Linked DNA regions of Mus musculus: region 2 is linked to region 1. A link is a contact called in public HiChIP or PLAC-seq data. All regions are on one chromosome and are shown on one strand. Each heading gives the region's core, a stretch centred on a gene start, on an enhancer-like site or on the middle of the called end of the contact. The rest is flanking DNA. Distances are from core to core; before and after follow the strand shown.

Region 1 (2,700 bases), core at 176-2,675:
AGGTCCTTTTAAGGCACATCCAGGCTTGGCTCAGCCTCCTCACCCTGTGCTTCTGTTTGCCCAGGATGCATGAAGGCTAGCAAGAGAATGTTTGGGCTCCTGTACATGACCAGCAGGAGGTAGCAGAACTGGATCTACTGTGGCTAAGAGTTGGAAGTCAGGTATGTCCAACCTTTTGATATTGCAATATAGTGTTGTCATCTACAAAGCTTACCCTCAAAAACTGCATAATTAAGTCACAAATAAGCCACCAACCAACCAACCAACCAACCAACCAACCAACCAACACTACCTGACAATGTTCTAAGCTTACAATTTTGTGTCTATATTCATAGTTAATTTTGGTTGTGTGAGGTGGCAAATTGGATACATCTACTTCCTTGAGCCACCTACATACATTTCCAAGATAGCCCCCTGGAGCCCTGCCAATCTTTTTTCCCTCTGCCCCTTTTCCATTCCACTCTCTCCCTTTGTCCCCCCTTACTTTATTCTCTTTCTCCTCTTCCTCTCCTCCATCCTCCCCTACTTCCTGCCTTCAGCTCCTCACCAGCATCACAAGGACCTGGCAGGAGGCAGAGCCAGCCTTGCATGTGGCAGAATAAATGCTGAGCTGTGACAATCCTGTCGGCCTCAGAGAGAGAGGTTTTATGTAGTTTTTGGCATTTACAAATCCTTTGTGAAAAGGTCACTCTGTTCTTGGAATCTTTTATTAATGCTGAAGACTGGCCCCGGAAATGTCATGTCTTTTTACCATGATATTTACTCAAAAAAGTATGACTAAGCATCGGAAATTCTATCAGCAGCTCGACCCCGGCCAAGCTGGGGATTCTGTGGGGACAAATAGATGTTGGTTTTTCTGGCATATGGGTGCTCCAATCTCTGAGAACCCTGAGTGAAGGACAAGGATGGGTGCTATCTGGGTGTCTACTGCTGCGGTCCCACCAGCTCAAGAGGACAAGCAGGGCATCTAAACTGGAAGGGAACATGCATATATGCAATTCTACATCCCCACCTTATGGATATGAAGACTGAGGCTCAGAGAGAGGAGGATTACATATGCCCTGCATCTGCACCAGATAGCAAGTCAAGGGCAAATGGAGACTAAAGACTGGGGTTTCTGCTCTGAGTCAGCAGGCAGGGCTCTTCACTGCAATCCAATGTAAGCTACAGTGGAGGGAAAACAGGCCTGGACCACTCTGCCCCTCTATAGTCTCCACTGTCTCTCTGCCTTACTGCTCAGAGCAGCATCCACCCTTCCTCGGAGCCCTCTTAACCTTCAGATGATCTCGGGGGAGTTGGACAGAGAGAACTCAAAGTCTATTCCATTATCCTATTTCTCTCAGATTGCCACAAGATATTCAGCAGACTGGGGACTCTGACATCAGTCACTTATTCTCTCTGTCTTGAGGCTATGGGTATAAGATTGAGCTCAGTATGGCTGGCCGCTAGGCTCTATTCCTGGCTTGCAGATGGATGCTTCTCCCTGTGTCCTCACGTGACCTCTTCTTTGTGCCTTTCTAATTGCTCATCCTTTCTGATGTCTATTCTGAAAAGAACACTCATCCCATCTCCAGAGCATCACCTTCATGACATCATCTAACCCCGATAACCCTTCAAAGGGCTCATTTCTGCCATTATCACCCTGGCTAATAGGGCTTCAACACGTGAATGTGGGGCACACTCAGCTTTAAGCACTCATCGTTGTCAAAGGGACAAAGGAGGTGACAAAGAATGGGAAATGAACAGGTAAACTGCCCTGGTGTGCTTGAACATGCTTTGTTGTTGTTTTGACTCTGGAGGAAACCTGGGAAGGAAGGGGAGTCCAGCTCTGCCTGCTCAGCCCATCAGAGAAACTTGCATTTTGAGGAGGGAGGCAATCTTCAAGCAAGGAGACGAATAAACTGAAGGGGTGTAGAGGAGATTGCTTGTTAGTTTTTGGTACTAATGCTGTCTTCAACTACCCCTCTCCTTCCACCCATTTCAATGGTCTGAATGAGATTAGAAGCTGAGTCAGCAAAAACAACCCCCATCCCACTCTCACCTGAATGGCCAATCAGCGCTTCAGAGACATTTACTGGGACTCCATGAGTTCCTCATGGATTTGAATCAGAAAGGATGTGGCATCAAGTCAGTGGTAATCTTATGTGACATAGGCTTGTCTTCATGAGGTCAGAGTTTGATCTGTATACCAACAACCCAACCCGGAGCATAGAAGTCTTAATATACATTTGTGGCTAGTGTATTTCAGACTATCCATATCCAGCCACACCTGCAGCAAGACTGTTTCTAAATATTGGTTATGTAAGCCTACATATTTCTCTCTCTTTCTCTCTCTCTCTCTCTTTTTTCCTTTGGTTTTCCGAGACAGGGTTTCTCTGTATAGCCTTGGCTGTCCTGGAACTCACTTTGTAGACCAGGCTGGACTCGAACTCAGAAATCCGCCTGCCTCTGCCTCCCGAGTGCTGGGATTAAAGGCTTATGCCACTACACCCAGCTATATTTCTCATTTTGCTTAGCCAATTTAAGTCAGATTAACTGGCCATTTGTGACCTAAGTCAATTAAAGTCTGAGGATAAAGACAAGGAACTGGTCCTCCCTCGTCTTCTGATCCAGCTTGGAGAAAGCAAAGGAGGGTCTTCCTGGGAGCTCTCTCTGGGAACAAAACTCCTGGTGGGTTCCTTGTGACTCATGGGATTGGTT
Region 2 (2,700 bases), core at 105-2,604, 600 kb after region 1:
CTGAGATGTGAAGTGGTCCCTCAGGATCACATGACTAGAAGACCTAGAGATCAGAGCTAATGCTGGAATCACTGAGAGTTCAGCGTTCTCCTAGCCTAACTTGTGGTTCTAACTTGCAAACATTGTGGCCATTCAGTATGCATTTCTGGAATTTAATGCGCATTGAATCAGCTTGTATCTTCTCTAAAGAGACATGATATGAGGCATGTATGTATTTCAAATAAAAAAGGGAGTTTCAATTTTTCAAAGTTTATGAAATGAAGCAGCCCCAAGGCATGTCTTGCAATGAGGTCGGATTTACGCAAAACAAGCCACCAGGTCTGAGAGATGCTCTCTTATCCCCTGACCTCTGGCAAGTCCCTTCCTCACCCAACAGTTTATTCTCAGCTGTTACACAACGGAGTGGGATCAATGCTCACTGGAGTCTCTCTCTACTCGAAGAAAAATGCTTTAATCAATTAGGTCTGGGCATTGGGCCAACATTTTCACATTCTCACCATAAACCATTCTGTAAGCTGTAAGAGGAGGCAGAGGTATTTGGAGTCCTCTGAAAGAAGGCTGAAGTCATCTCCCTCTAGACCACGGATCTCAAGGCCAGCAGGAGCCAAAGACAGGCAGGCCACTGCTGTAAGTTTGCAGGTGACCAGTAAGCCTCTAAAAAAAAAAAAAATCACGGACTTCTCAGACCAATACACTGGGAACTGCTGGTCCTGACTCTGCATTTCACAAAGGCACTAGTCCTGGACAGCATCTCTCTTCCTTCAGCGAGGGATCACAGAAGAGATGATGAGCAGCTAATACAACCTCCACGAGGAGCTGAGAAGATAGCACAATGGGTAATGTGCTTGCAGCACAAGTGTGGAGACCTGGGATTGAGTCCTCAGAATCCACATAAAGTCCGGGAGTGATAGGTCCTATCTGTAATCCCAGCATCCTGCAATGAGATGGAAGCAGAGACAGGAGAACCCCCAGAAGCTGCGGGACCAGCGAGCCTGGACCACACAGCAGAGAACAACAAAAGAAAGGCTCCGTCTCAAACTAGAGAGAAAGCAGAGTCCAAAGGTTATCCTCCAACCTCCACACACAGGCTGTGGCAAGCTTTCCCCTGTGAGTGCACAACCACACACATACAAAGTAAAGAAAGAAAGAGAGAAATGTAAACATTAAAAACTATCATCCACGATCTGGAGGAACTAAAACAACCTCTTGCATATCCGACACTCCTTAAGGGAAGCTCTGTAGCCAGCTCTTCACCAGCAGTGGGTCCCCAGCTCACCCAGCATCTCATCCTGCTTGGTGATGCTCTGAGCAAGTGCCAGCAGAGCCACCTGGCTAGAGGGGCAGGAAGAAAGCAGTTCAGAAATGAGGCTGCTGGGAAGGAAGCGTTTGACGGAACTTCCTGGTTCCTTCTGAATAGTAATGAGTGGTGTGCAGAAGTCAAGATTTTTATTTCTTGTTTTTCAAAAGCCACATTGATGGGAGCAGGCTCACAATACAAACAGTGGTGATTGCAATCACTTGCTGTTCCCATGGTAACAGACAAGATTAAAAGGGCAAACAACAGAGCTGGAACTCTCTTCAGATTAAACTCTCCTGATTTTAATTGCCAGGCAGCACGCTGACACATGAAATCCCAGACTCTGTTTAACAAAATCAAAACCTCCCCTCTGCTACCGACGGGATTAATTCAGGCTGACCAGACTAGTCCTCACTCTCCCCGTGCAGGGCTTGAAGCACCACAAAAAGTCAAGCCTTGCATACCTCCAGCACCAGAGGGTCCATTACCTGCAGCAGAGAATCCCTCTGTGTTGCCCCAACTGCTAATCTCCATTAATAAGCTCCTGCTTTCATGGCCACCAGCGCCAAGCAGTTTTGTGCTTCCTGCCTTGCAAATGAGGGAACTGCAGCTTGGAGAGATTAGAGTTAAGTGCTAGACACTCAGTACCATCCTGTCTGTCCCCAAACCCAAGATACTTTGCCAACCCTCTGCCTCTGGAGGAAGGAATGGAAAAGTGTGGAGATGATTGGCTTGCAGGGGTGACATGACATAGAAAGGCCAGAGACAGCTGGGCAGTTGACACCTGGCCCTGACCCAACAGTTCCCTGCTAGCCCTTGTCCCTCCCCAGAGAAACTGTAATTCTAACTGAGAGCTCAGCTCTACCTTGGTGCCACTCAGCAGGGTGGTGGTGTTGTAGTAATAATATTCTTGGATTTTCTTCATTCCATGGTGCCTGCTTTCCCCGGCTCCAGCTTCTTTCTCTCCTGGGTGGTGAGTTTTCACCTCACACAGCTGCTTGGAGTTTGATCAAGTTGGTACAAAGCCACCTCGGCAAGCCTAGGGAGAAAGAGCCCTTCAGAAAAACAACACTGAAATAAAACAACAAAAGATTCACTGGGAAATAATGATTGAACAAGCCATGCAGGGCATCTGCTCTCCAGCCCCAGATAAACAAAGTCAATCTCTAAACCATGTAGTCAGGCATTATTTACTGCTCAACTTCTTATTGGGCACCTACAGTATTCAAAAGAAAATTGCTACATCATTCAACACAGGGACGTGCAGCAGGTGCTGCCACCAGCATCCACCAGAGCAAGATACAAAGTATACAATATACATGGTGCTGGACTACTGATGCTGAGACATTATCCTGGAAGGCTTAGGAAAGTAGTCTTTTCATCACTTGTTCAGCTACTGCTGC

The links. HiChIP or PLAC-seq counts read pairs in DNA pulled down with a chosen protein or histone mark.
Region 2: a contact with region 1 is called in an H3K27ac HiChIP or PLAC-seq map of SST interneurons, with 13 times the contacts expected there. The contact joins two enhancer-like sites. A contact is called at or near these places in 4 of 39 promoter capture datasets (cranial neural crest, embryonic stem cells, frontonasal cranial neural crest and 1 more), 2 of 484 Hi-C or Micro-C datasets (embryonic fibroblasts and embryonic stem cells), 3 of 115 datasets of contacts at active chromatin or transcription factors (SST interneurons, embryonic basal ganglia and stem cell-derived neural progenitor cells) and 1 of 9 other capture datasets (embryonic stem cells).

What each region holds. Positions count from the first base shown.
Region 1 is chr11:71,408,771-71,411,470 of GRCm38.p6, forward strand. No RefSeq gene overlaps it. Among named protein-coding and RNA genes, the nearest start is that of Gm33249, 25 kb to the left of the region's middle. Within about 2 kb of position 1,426, at least 5 of the 459 cell types and tissues checked have an H3K27ac peak or open chromatin away from gene starts, as enhancers often do. A contact at or near this core is called in SST interneurons, where this site is marked.
Region 2 is chr11:72,010,072-72,012,771 of GRCm38.p6, forward strand. No RefSeq gene overlaps it. Among named protein-coding and RNA genes, the nearest start is that of Aipl1, 26 kb to the right of the region's middle. Within about 2 kb of position 1,355, at least 41 of the 459 cell types and tissues checked have an H3K27ac peak or open chromatin away from gene starts, as enhancers often do. A contact at or near this core is called in SST interneurons, where this site is marked.